2 separate regions of the Gossypium hirsutum genome follow, and region 2 is linked to region 1. Evidence: chromatin contacts called from public Hi-C data. All regions are on one chromosome and are shown on one strand. The core of a region is the stretch at or near the end of the contact, and the rest is flanking DNA. Distances in the headings are between cores, read along the strand shown. Region 1 holds the start of LOC107899423 (lipid droplet-associated hydrolase). Region 2 holds the start of LOC107948779 (bifunctional nitrilase/nitrile hydratase NIT4B).

The links. A called contact is a pair of places that touch in the nucleus more often than the background predicts.
Region 2: a Hi-C map of leaf shows a contact between it and region 1, with 1.7 times the contacts expected there. The contact joins the promoter of LOC107948779 here to the promoter of LOC107899423 in region 1. A contact is called at or near these places in 2 of 34 Hi-C or Micro-C datasets (both in leaf).

Annotation. Positions count from the first base shown.
Region 1 is chrD04:33,666,891-33,673,886 of Gossypium_hirsutum_v2.1, forward strand. It overlaps LOC107899423 (lipid droplet-associated hydrolase), which reads left to right and starts at 3,225. Exons shown (of 13, transcript XM_041091303.1): 1 at 3,225-3,366; 2 at 3,615-3,719; 3 at 3,824-3,897; 4 at 4,494-4,565; 5 at 4,728-4,756; 6 at 4,849-4,899; 7 at 5,860-5,904; 8 at 6,272-6,331; 9 at 6,435-6,517; 10 at 6,902-6,996. The coding sequence starts at 3,302. LOC121216064 (a long non-coding RNA gene) reads right to left here and starts at 2,150. Exons shown (of 2, transcript XR_005912111.1): 1 at 2,067-2,150.
Region 2 is chrD04:34,225,839-34,232,834 of Gossypium_hirsutum_v2.1, forward strand. It overlaps LOC107948779 (bifunctional nitrilase/nitrile hydratase NIT4B), which reads left to right and starts at 3,559. Exons shown (of 5, transcript XM_041091316.1): 1 at 3,559-4,290; 2 at 4,408-4,525; 3 at 4,949-5,122; 4 at 5,374-5,652; 5 at 5,764-6,114. The coding sequence starts at 3,757. The coding sequence ends at 5,912. LOC107948778 reads right to left here. Exons shown (of 4, transcript XM_016883421.2): 4 at 6,749-6,996.

The DNA.
Region 1 (6,996 bases), core at 1,975-4,474:
GCAAAGAATAAATACGAAAGAGGTGGACCTAGTCGAGACAGACGAATAAGAATCGATTGCCTAGAGTTGATAGTCAAGTGGATGCTATGTCTGAGCCACTCCATACACAGCAGAAAGAGATAAAGGGATAAAGGACACCCTTTGACGAACAACTCTTACGAGACAGAATTTCTAAGACAATTCCATTCCACAAGTTCTACATGGTAGAATTAGTGATAGCTAACATAATAACATGACAGAGAGTGTTAAGAATACCTTCAGCCTGGAGAGATGCGTCAATGAAATCCCATTTCACCCGATCATAAGCCTTTTCAAGATCTATCTTGATCGCCAACCATTTCCAATTCTTTTGTATGATTTTCATAGAGTGTATCACTTCTTGAACGATTATAATATTATTTGTGATATTTCTCCCAACAATAAATCCAGACTGATATTGCCTAATGATCTTCGAGAAGACCACTTTAAACTAATTTACAATTATCTTCATAACCAATTTATATAGAACTGAACTCAAGCTTATAGGCCTGAACTGTGAAATATTTTTAGGATTTTGAACTTTAGGAATAAAGACGATAAGGATGTTGTTCAATTCAAGATCAATGCACTCCATTGAAAAAACATTTTTAACCCAAGAACAGACGACATCACCGACTCGGTCCCACTGACTATGAAAGAAAAGGGCATGAAACCCATCACTACCTAGGGCCTTTAATGGGTCCATATAAAAAAAGCAATCTTTATTTCCTCATTAGAGACCGATTTATACAAGAGTTGGAAATCTCCCTCTGCAATCCGGGAAAACGAGCTAAGAGGCAAGGCTCTCATCGATTTCGGTTTCTCACCATACAAATTCTGAAAGAACCTAATCGCTTCATTTTGTAATTCTTCCTCATCAAAAATCCATTCTCCCAGCCCATTCTTCAAGGCCATGATCCAACTTTGTTTTCTCCTTTGAAGTGTACACTGATGATAAGATTTTGTATTTATGTCTCTTAGAAGAAGCCAGTCATATCTCGCCTTCTGTTTCTAAAGAAGTTCCTTATGATGAAGCACATTTTCAAAGTCCTCCTGGACATTAATTTCCAACTAAAATAAAGAATCCGATTGAGAATAACCCATACCCTTCTGAAAATTAGAGAGTTTCTGAATCATCATTTTTTTATGTGTCCCGATATGTCCACACATTTTTATTCCTCTTGAGTTGATTCATGAAGTGAGCAAAAGAATCCGAAAAATACCCATTAAAGCTCCACTTTTCCATGAAAAACTTCGAGAAATCTGGATGTTCTAACCAACCAGCTAAAAAATGAAAAGGACGACCTTTAGATAAGCGAAACGATGGTTTGAGAGAAACCAAGAGAGGTCTATGGTTAGATTTGAGTATTGGAAGATGAGTCACTGACCAATTTCGGAAAGAGTCAGTCCACTCATCATTGCCAATAGCTCCATCTAAGTGCTCAAACACACCACCTCTATGCCATGTAAAAGAAGGGCCTCTAAACCCCAAATCATGCTATTTAGTCGGTTCCATAAAATCACCAAAAAAAGGGCATATTTTCTAAATAATTTGCCCACCTCTTTTTTCTCTAGAAGAAATAAGTGCATTAAAGTCCCCTACTGCCAACCAAGGAGACTCGTTACTTGGAATAGTCATCTTGAAGCCTTCCCAAAGGTGTTTTTGTTTTCGACTATAATGACTACTATAAACGAAAAAAACAAAGGTCGATCTAGAGAATTATCAAAAACCTGTAACAAAACAATTTGAGGATGGCTCCGAAGGACTTTGACACAAATTAACTCATTCCATCTAATCCAAATACCCCTAGAAAAACCAAATGCCTCCACACAATGAGAGAATTGAAAACCGAGATTAGTGATGATCAAATCAGCTTTAACACCACTAACTCTAGTATCTAAAAGACTCACAATATCAAGCTTGTGCTCTCGATTATTCTCACAAAAATACGTGAAAATTTGCTACTGGCGCACCCTTGAAAATTCCATGAAAATATAGAAAAACACATTATTTGAAAATAATAATAATAAAAAAACCAAAGACTGACCTTTATTTCTTGGGCAAATGATTTTCTTCATGACTTTCCCATCACTATTCAACACCTCCTTACCAGTCCCATTTTCAATCTGTGAGCTGATGAGCTTGACCTATAATAAAAGACTTTTTAAGTAAGATATTTTCATTATTATCCTATTGAATTGGTGTTGGATTGATTTTTAATATTAATTTAATCAAATATTTAATACAAAATATAAATATAAATAATCAAATTTAATACGAATTTAAAATAATTAAGTGTAAGTAAATTTATTAGAATTTGAAGCCTTTTATAAATTCAATTATGAAATGTAAAACAAGTTATATACCTTGTCGAAATTTTATTCATCTATAATCTATATCCATAATATATATATATATATAAAAGCATGAGTTTGAAAAAAATCTTTGAATTGATTGAAAATACTCTTTAGTTTTCTTCATATTACTAAATTAACATTTAAAAATAATTATAATGTATAATTGAGAAATATTAATTAAAAAATTGATGCAAAATAAAAGTTGTAACAATTGCACATTTAAAAATAATTATGATTTAATAAAATTTGTGATAATCATACATAATTATAATTTAATTTATAATTATTAGTTAAAAATTATTCAAATTTTAAAATAGAATTATTACTTAATTAGAACTCGAAGTATAAAATATAAGAAAAAAAGGTGTTATTAATTAAAAATTTTGATGTAAAAAAGTTGTGCTAATTTTATTTGAAGAAAGAACTTATTATTTTGGTATAATTTTATGCATTTTAAACTTAATTAATAGTTAATTATGCTAATTAGTTATTATTTTTAATAATCTTACTTTGCATTTAGAAATGCCTTAATTATTATTTGGAAATTTCATATTATAATATTTGAATTAATAAATTAATATATTTTAATAATTAAAATAAAAATATTATTTCATGTTAATTAATATGTTAAAAATATAATATTTAAAAATAATTAAATATTAAATACATAAAATCAGCTGATTCGGGCTCAACGGTAAGTGGTCAGAGATTCAGTGGTAAGTTCTCATCCTGGCCCATTTTCCTGTTAGGTACTCGTATGGTAGCTAACTGGGTCAGCTCACTCTCCATCACTTTTTTTCAGCCCAAGAACAATCCGCTTAAGGCTTAAACAGGAAACATTTGTTACAGCTTTACAAAAGAACCGACTGAAAATAGCATATAATAAATCTATAATTATAAAAGGTTTGAGCGAAAAAGATCAGAAATGTTAGCTCGTATTGCTGCTCTAACAGAGAGACCCCGTTCTTTTATTCGCTCCTTCAAGTACAGGTATATTCCAATTCTTCATTTGATGATAATATGCAACTATATTTCTGGGTTTATAAAAAGAAACAAAAAACTCTCCCAACTGTCTTCTGTATGCATTAGCTTTATAAGATTGTTGATGCATGTGACAACAGGCTTCATTATTCTCAGTTTTTAAGCACTTACAATGTCATGAAATATGGGTACAGCCCAGTTGTTGACAGCATGAGGAATTTTTAAGTCAACCCGATAAACTTTTTTTCAATTTTCAGGAGAACTGATAGCATACCAAATTCCAGGCGTAGAGAAATGGATTTTACGGATTTGGATTCAAATGCTACGAAATGTGTAAATCTTAGGTTGTGCAGTGTCTCCGGGTATGTTATGTTTGTAAAGATTCTATTTTATTTTCTTTAGTTTTTAAAGAGGTTTCATATCGATGCTTGTTTTATTGATCTTTTTGGACATCTTTGCTCTGCAGTTGCATGACTGAGATACTTGAAATTCGTGCTGATCGTCCCTCTTTTCATGTTGTGTTTGTTCCTGGAAATCCTGGTATGTTTTAATGTCTTTGATGTACTATTTTAGTATTAGTTGAATGGGTTAATATACTATCTTGTACCTGATTTTGGCTTTAAGGTTCAATTTGATACTAATATTTTTACCAAGTAACCAATTTTGACTTCAATGTTCTATTTAGTATCCGAGAATGTTATGGTCCCAAGTAAGCATCTATAATTTTTTTACTAGATTAGACATCAAAGACTCGTTGGACCACATGATGCCATTTGGTTTAGGTACCAAATTGAACATTGAAATCAAACTCAGGTAGCAAATTAGGATGAATGAATATTTTTCTCAAGTACCCAAGTTTGACTTCAATGTTCTATTTAGTATCCGAGAATGTTTTGGTCCCAGTTAAGTATCCATATTCTTTTTACTAGATTAGACATCAAATACTCGTTGGACCACATGATGCCATTTGGTTTAGGTACCAAAGTGAGCATTGAAGCCAAACTCAGGTAGCAAATTAGGACGAATGAAAACTTAGGTACTGAATTAAATGTTGAAGCCAAACTCAGGTACCATATTGTATATTAACCCTATTTGAATTGTTAGAATTAGATCTCAATTGCATCTGATGATCTCAGGTGTTATTACCTTTTACAAGGAATTTGTGGAATCATTGTTCAAGTCCCTGGGAGGAATGGCATCTGTATCAGGTAACAGATTGAGAAGTTTCTCTTTTAATGAAAAATATTCTCTTTATTATTATTATTATTATTATTATTATTATTATTATTATTATTATTATTATTATTATTATCATCATTAGCCCTATTATTGTATTTAATAGTTTCTTGCTTTCCTACGGTTCCAAGCAGCTGTTGGCGCTTCAGGTCATACAGAAAAGGTACCTACAATGGGTTTTTTTTTTTTTTTTTTGTAATCTATGTGCATCTTTGATTTTCTAATTATTTCCTTCTTCTTTAACCTCCGTTGAAGAATTGGGAACACGGAAAGTTGTATTCCTTGCAAGAACAAATTGATCACAAGGTGACCTTCTATTTATTTATTTAGCTTTTAGCATATTGATAAATAAGAAGAATTTTAGCGAGTCTCTTTCAAAATTGCCAGTATTCTCTATTATTAATTTTAATTTCCTGAATTGTCCATGAATATGATATATTTTGATTTACCTTGTCTGTTGAGCTGTTTAAAAATTCTTAACTAATATGCTCTGAGTTGGAAGCAAGTTAGTCAGTACCATACTGGTGGGCGTACCGTTTTTGCCTTGATACTAGTTCGTACCAGTACCGACATGTTTCAGTGTATTGGTATCTTTATCCTGATTTTTAGTTTCTTAATAAATTAATTGTTATAATACATGATTTATCTCAGTTACATCCATATATGTTATATATTCATAATATATCTCAATTACATCGATATAAATATATTTATATGTAAATATAAGTTTTAAAATTATTAATTACGTTCAATAACTTAATTTATAACTATATTTTAATTTTAAATGTAATTATAGAAAAATTAAAGAAGGAACATTTAAAAAGATTGGTTTAAAATATCAAATTTTGTACCAACCGGTATGGGCCGAAATTGACCGATACAGGCTGAAACACACCGAAATATCCAAAATGCACCAAAACTTTGACTGAAACTGAACATAGACTACTTGGTAGCGGTTTAGGACCGGAACGGTACTTACTGGCCAGTATTGGTACGGTACTGACTACCATGGTTGGAAGACTGAATTTAGTGAGGATAAACTTGAGAACTGAAGTTTTATGTGTTAGTCGCTTGAAAATCAAATTAACTATTCTCCAGCATTGACGAAGCTTCTTTTTCTTGTTGAATTGGATTATTGGTTATCCTTTTTGCCTAGCCTATCTTTCTAGATGAAGATCTTTAGCTTAGAATCACGATGAAAACCATGTTTAGCTTACCAATTCATCATAAAGGATTATAACTTTGCTTTAATTTTTACTTTTGCAGATTGAGTTCATCAAAGTGCAAAATATTGAAGCCCCTTTAGTTCTTGTAAGACTAATTTCTAACTTTCTGTAGTTTCATCTTCCTGCTAGTCCTAGAAACAGTTTCTTCTTCCAAGAATATAACCTCTTGAAATGTTTTTCTTTTCCCCCGATACAAGGAGAAATATCTTTTTCATTCTTGGCATATAGTTTTCAATCTAACATTTGATAATGTTCAACATCTTTTTCAATAAGTGCCTTTTTATTTGTTTTTCTGTTAAGGACACATGTTTGATTTTCATTTCTACTAGTGAATAATATTTTGGCTTGGAAGGAAACACTAAAATTTCATAAAGTGATGTATTCCAAAATTCTTGCAGTCGATTCTGATTTCTAAGTTTAAACTCATTGTAGATGTTTAATTTTCCATGAAGGTAGGGCACTCTATTGGTTCATATATAGCACTAGAAATGCTAAGGAGGCTGCCAGAGAAGGTGGAATGACCATTTTCAACTAATTTATTCAACATAATTTTTACCATTCAAGTTTGTGAAACGAAAAAAATTGTTTCCTAAAATTCTTAATCTGGTGTTTTAGGCAATGTATTGCATTGGACTCTACCCATTTTTAGCCTTAAATCTGCAATCAAAGAAACAGGCTGTCATCGTGAAGGTTATTATGTAAGACTCTTTCTTTATCATTGCTTCCCACTATGCATGGTTTGTGTGGGAAACATTTCAGATCTCTATTATGATGAATACTAATTTCCAGTATTCTGCCCTCACTCTTCTTCTATTTGTCGCACTTGCTCCACACTGCAGTATTGTATGGCATGTTTAAATTTCCTTTCCCACTATACCATATGATTCCCTAACTGAACAATACTTGTAAAGTTTGTTCAGAATCATAATCTCATATATCATTTATTCACTCATCTTTTATAACCTAAAATAAAAGAAAACCTTATCTGCTATGGTGGTTTTGAATATTTGTTCAAAATTTTAACATTCTATTGTTCATGGATACGGATTGGAGACTGAATAGAATCAATATATGGGTTTCAGGTCCAGAGTACTGTCCACTATGGTTACACTTTTTGTAGCATCGTTGAGCTTGTTACCAAGACAGGTTTTGAGGCTAATTTCTGAACTTTCGAATG
Region 2 (6,996 bases), core at 2,309-4,808, 560 kb after region 1:
AAAGCGATTTTGATCGGTCGACAATTCAATAAGCTTTTTGTCTATTATTGAATTAGTCTATCGACTGGTTCTCAATCCAACTGGTCTGATTAAACGACTTGGTTTAATTTTAAAAATATCAAAATTATCTTTTCACATTTAAAATGAACTGGACAAATCATTATCAACATACATTATCTAGAGAATCATTTGTCATCGAGATACTTTTTTTATTATAAAATATCACATTTTAGTTTATTATAAAATATAAATTTTAAAAATTTAAAATTTTATTAAAAATATGTAAAAAGTTTATAATGTTTTGAAAAACTATATAATATATAGTGTCAAAACCTTTTTTTTGAAATCGACTTTTATTTTAAAAACAAAAATGCAGTTGCCACCAATATTTTTTAATTAGGTGTGATTGGATCACCTCAAGGCTTTGTCATTTTAATAAAATGCTAGATTTATTAAAATTATTTTCGGTCTATAATAATCCAAGAAATGGGATCGGGAGTCGATTACGTATGAGGAAGTGATGAAGGATTAGCACCTCATAACGCCCAAAATTGAAACCAAATTGATTACTTGATATCTTAGTGTCGAAAGTTGAAAATTCGAAGAGAAATTAAAACACAGTCCCTCTTTGCATAATGTCCTTTTTTAATTAAAATCACTTAACTAAATTAAAACTTATGTAAAAGGCTTTCTTATCTCGAGGAAACCAAAACAAAAAGGTCATATCCCGTAAGTTAGGGTATGACATCTAGAATCCTCAAAAATAAGATTGCTCATTATTTAATTACTATTTCAATCTCATGTCTCTTTAGTTCTAAAAAAGATGTTCGGTTATTTAGGTTCAAAGAGAAAGTCAAAGCCCATAAGTTAAGGCACAACTTCTTGAATCTTTAAATAAAGAACGTTGCCTCAGTTTTTAAAATTTTCCTTTTTTGTGCATTGGGTAAAAAATAGATATGACATTTAATGCAATATGTGATTGATTTATTCAAGTGTTGGTACAAAAATAAACGAATATTTAAACATGTTGCATAAATGGAAATGACAAAAATAATATAGAATAACTTACGTGGTCACAAAATGATAACAAAATAATAACTATGGTAGTCGGAATAATTTTTAGCCTATTAATAATACTATTTAATAATGGTATCAATAGTAAAATAATAAGTGGAACATTAGTAATAACCAAAAAATGGTGAAATAATAAAAAAGGTATGATAATGCTATGATCATGGTTGTGTAGTATTAATGATGACAAAATAAAATATTAATTAACAAAAGTAATCATTTAATAATAACATAAACATAAAAAAATAGCACAAAAAAAAGAACTAAAATGAGATGATTAAGAAACTTAAGGATAAAAATGCAAGTTATGTAAATTAAAGGATAAAATATAAATAAGGAATTAAAAATGTTGAAAATTAAATAAAAAGATTAAATCGACACCATAATAAAATTTTAGGGGATAGAATAATAAAAAAGTAAATAAAAAGGCAGAATTAAATAAATGAAGGATTAGATTGAAATTTAAATAGAACTTAAAGCATAAATTGCAAAATAAATAAGAAAAAGGGAAGTAAAGGACTAAATTTAAAATATAACAAGATTTAGTGCCTAAATTATAAGGAAACATAATATAAAGGATTAAATTAAAATAAGATAGGAAACTTTAGGGGGTCAAATGGCAATTATCCATATCATATTGACACGTGTCACTCCCCAAGGGGTTCACAGTGGGTCAGGGGACTAAATTGCATAGGAATTTAAATTATGGGACGAAAATTAAAACAAATAAAAATGAATAGGACTAAATTAAAAAGATGAAAAAAACGAAAGGACCAAAGTTGCAAATATCCCCTCCCCTCAAAAACAGGCGAATCCTAGGGGAAAATGGGTCAGTTTTCGGGTTGAGTTCCAAATCGACGTCGTTTTGGGGTTTCTGAAGCCAGGCCAAAGCGACGTCGTTTTGATATGCATATGTAAGTAAAAAAATTAAAAAAAAACATTTTAGCCTTATTTTCAAAAAAAAAATATTCCTTCTTCCCTCTTTTTTCTTTTGGCTCTCCCTAAGTCTGACCACAAGGCCGTCGGCGCTTCGCCATGGCCACCGATTATCAGCGACGACGATCGTCGCCTCCTGTGGCTAAAAATTAAAAAAAAGAGGTCTTTTTTATCCTTTAAATGCGTAAAACGCGAATATAGGGTTAAAGCCCCCAAAATCTCAGCCAAAATCTAACCCAAAGCGGAGAAACCTTTCAGTTTCTCCCTTTTTCAACGGGTCCTTCGACGAATCCCAAGGGATTCGAAGCCCTCTCAAGTCGGAAAAGAGGACCCTCACGACGGAGGCGAGGCAAAACAAGTAAAAAATGTGTTTCCTTCTTTTTTTTTTATATTTGCTTCAAAAATAGAAATAAATAAATAAAAGAGCTACCTTTTTAAAAGTCTGTTCTTTTTTTTGTATTCGATTTTTTTTTCGTGTTACAAAGATCGATTTTTATAATTGAAATAATATTACAATATATTTTTTTTGATTGCTTGTTTCTGCTTCTTTTCCTTTTTTGTGTTTCTTGCATGGGTGGTGGAAGTCAACGGAGTTGCTGTTGTCATTTGGTGCAAGGGGGAAGGTTTCGGGTGCCGCGTCCGCTGACATGTTGGGGAGCAGCGCGGCAGGGGGCTAGGGCAACTAGGGTTTCTGCTGAATGATTAGGATTTTGGGCCATTAGGCCACTCTTTGTATTTGGGCTTGTAATAATTTTTTGGGCTCTCGAGCATTGTAAATGAATTGTTATTTTTTTGTTGTTGGGCCCGGGTAAAATTGGGCTCTTACATAGTTGTTTAGATGGATTTGAATATGTTCAGATTCATTTTAGTTGTAAAATATTTTTATACTTTTTATTAATTTTTATATTTAAAATTTTTAAAATGTTTTTATATATTTTTAAATTTTAAAATAATAATATAAATAACTTGATAATTTTTTAAACGATTTCAAATATATAAAATTACTAAAAACAAGTTTAAAATGAATTTAGATAAATAGTTACTCATATCAAATACATTAAGACAATAATTTGTCTAAGTTCATTCTTAATGTGAAGGATATATATTAATATTAATATTTTTAATTATTATATAAGAGATTATCACATGTTATCGTCTAATTGACTATTAATATCACATTATCATAAATTAACAGTGTTATTGTTACAAATCAAACCATGTGATGAAATAGGCTACAAGTAAATAAAAAAAAAGATACCTTAAATGGATAAATTCACAATGAAAATATATATTACCCGAATAATATACTTTTAATAATTGTTTTGTTTTATTGATTGAGTTTTAACTCGATTGACATGTGTATTATTAAATATGAGTTCAAATGCATTGAAACGCATTATTCTACTACTTATAAGTTGGGAGAGGGTAATGACTAATTCTGTTAAAAGGAAAAGATAGAATTTTAGAATAATATTTTTCTTTATTGTTCAACAAATATTAATGATATGATGATTAAAGATGTTTATTATTTTAAGCGACTTAAGTTGGAGTTGTAATTTGGTTGTTTGGGATTTGCTGTTATTGTAATAAAAAAAAAAAAAGGCATTTTTCGTTTCATTAGAACCCACAAAAGCGGACGACTGCTTTTTACCAAGCGACTGCGAATTCAGACATCGTTATTTACTACAACAACAACTCCGGCAAGAAAAACGAAGAAACAAACCAGACGAAGAAAAAAAGAAACCAAAAATGGATTCCCAAACTCAATCAGTGGACCAACAACAACAGGAAGAAGAAAATGAACAAAGACCCTTACTCCCAGAAAATGCAGAAGAAGAAGGTGGACCCACTTCTCTACAACCGTCCAAGAAACGACGCCGTTATAAGGGCGACCGCCACATCAAAGTAGATGGTCGTGATCGGCGGATCAGGATACCTTTAACCTGCTGTTCCGGTCTATTCCGCTTGACCCGGGAAATGGGTCACCGAACCAACGGCGAAACCATTCAATGGCTCCTTCAACAAACCCGGCCCGACTTAGTCCCGCCCGACCCCGTCACCCATCCGACTCTATTATTCGCTTCTGCCCCTGCCTACATGGAAAAGGGTCGAGTGAGGGCTACGGTGGTTCAAGCTTCCACTGTTTTCTTTGACACTCCCGCCACACTAGGTACCCCATTTGACTCAATAATCTTATTTGTTAGGGTTGTGGTGGGAAATTTGTTTAAATCTAGCTGGGCCCTTCCCCCTTTCTTATTTGAAACTGTCCCTACCCATATCATGGTGAGCTCAGTTTTCTTTTCTTTTTTATTTATTTATAATTGAAAGTGTTGTTATTATTTTTAATGAGTAGATAAAGCAGAGAGGCTAATTGCTGGCTCAGCTGCATATGGTTCACAGTTAGTTGTTTTCCCAGAAGCCTTTGTTGGTGGATATCCAAGGGGCTTTCCTTTTGAGTCTCCAAATGAAGATAATCAGGAGCTTCCCAAGTATCATGCTTCTGCCATTGAGGTCCCAGGTCCCAGCTCTTCACCTTTCAAACAGATTTATAGGATCCATATGTGTATATGAAAGTAATTAATACCAGATTAATTTACCTGCAGACATTGTTGTCCAAGAATGAAAAGAATTGAACTTTCTAGTTTAAACATGAGTTGGAAGTTTAGCAGATTCTAACAATTGATGCACTTGTTAGTTAATCTATCTAAGGATGATGCTGCAATCGTTTCTTGTTTCTATGATCTATTATGTTGTATGCAGAACTTGAGATGCCCTATTCGTCTTGTTTGTGATTTCGTATTGGTTATTTTTATGTACACAGGTCCTGAAGTTGATAGACTTGCGAAAATTTCATGTAGATATAAAGTTCATTTAGTAATGGGAGTAGTGGAGAAAGACGGATTCTATCTCTTTAGCACGATTCTGTTTTTTGATCCTGTAGGACGGTATCTCGGAAAACATCGGAAGCTAATGCGAAGTGCATCGGAATGTGTAGTATGGTGTTCTGGAGAGAAATCATCATTGCCATTATATCGGACAGCCATTGGGAAAGTTGGTGGCCTCCTTTATTTGGACAATAGGATCCCATCTTTGAGAACTGAATTGTATGCTAAAGGTAGAATTTATTGTTTGTTGCCAGTTGAGGAATCCTTGATAAATTATGTTTTGTTCATGGCTTTCTACTAGATTCACCCTGCAAATCCAATATAGACAAACAGCATTTCTTTGTGCACATCGTTGAACAATGATCTAGGCATTGCTGTTATTGGATATTTCTTTCTCTGACTAGAGCTTGCCATTTTTCCATTACAAACATCAAAATCTTTTCTTTTTCCTTTTTTTAAATTTAGTCCACCGTATTCACAGGTATTCAAATGTATTGTGCACCAACTGCTGATGCCAGGGAAGAATGGCGAGCATCCATGATTCACATTGCCATAGAGGGCAGGTGCTTTGTTTTATCTGCCAACCAGTTCTGTCGCAGGAAAGACTACTCTCTGCCACTCAAATGCATAGACGGAGATTCAAACAGTGACCTACTGGACACAATAGTATGCAGTGGGGGCAGTGTTATTGTTTCACCCTCAGGGACCATTTTGGCAGGACCTAATTACCAAGGAGAGTCCCTTATATCAGCTGATCTAGGTAAGGTTCCTATTAATATTTATCTCCATGACCGGATAACATTTTTCAACATTGATCATCTATGAAGATACTTTAACCTCACTTAGTAGACACATTCTCTTACTCTTCTAGATCTTGAAGAGATAACTCGAGCAAAGCTAGAATTTGGTGAAGTAGGGCTTGGTATGGGACCAGATTCTGTTGGTTGGTCTGCAAACAAACCCAACCTTGTTCTTTATCAAACTGCTGTGAAGACAGAAGCTTTCGTTGATTTGTCTTAGATCTAGAACTGAGTTCATATCTTTCTAACAGCAAAATAGTTAGTTTAGACTTTCATAATTGCTGATCTTAAAAGGATCTTCTGAAAAATGCAGTGGATAGTTCATTGTCAGCCTCCCATGTTACAAAACACCAAGGTAAGTTATCAACATTCTGTATGCTTTTGTATAGTTCGATAAATGCATGGAATGAAGTTTTTATTTACTGAAATATAAAGTGGTAGCCATAAATGCCGTCAATGGTCATTGAAATGAGACCTATCCATTCAATCCTTTTGTGAAAATTGAACGTCGATAATGACAATAAATTACAAAGAAAGAGAGAAAGTAGAACACACAGGAAAACCATGTGCAGAGCATAAGAAAATTCACTACATCGAATTCGAATGATACAAGAGGAGTATAGAATATGTCTATTAGAAGTAATGCAGTAAGCTTAAAACACCTTATTCTAATCAAATACCAAAAAGAGGAAGTAAACTTTTATATGGATTTCACTTGTGTAGCTTGTACCGTACCGTTGGGGTTTTTGGCCCCCGCACCTTCGGTTGTGACCCCAGTCCAATATTTTATTTATTGGGGATCTGCGATGAGCTGCGACCTTCAACCCTCACCCTTTGCCCTTGCAGAATCCCCTATCTTGCCACTTGTATTTTATTTTAACAGGAATTTAAGTCATACAACTCTATCACTTTTTATTGCCATTTCTGTTTTCCTCTCGATTTGTGAGTGTAAAAAATGTGTGCCGATGAGACTTCCTCTATTGATCCTAAGTATGATCCCAACAGAATCTCTTTTACCTTTTCTTTTTTCTGCATAACTCGCTAAAAGGTCTGTAATTCATACAGAGATCCCTGGTCTCCATTGCCTCATTATTCAAATACTTCAAAATTACAAGGGCGGTATAGAAGAAGATTTTGAACACTTAAAGCATTTTTTACATTTCAATTATACCGCAAGACTTTGCACAAGATAAAACTGGTTCAATTAGCATAGATTCCTTTTAAGTAAAAAGGAACCAAAAAAAAAAAAAAAAGGCTCTACAAAAGATGCTGGATCATATCAATGGTCCAATTACTGGTACATA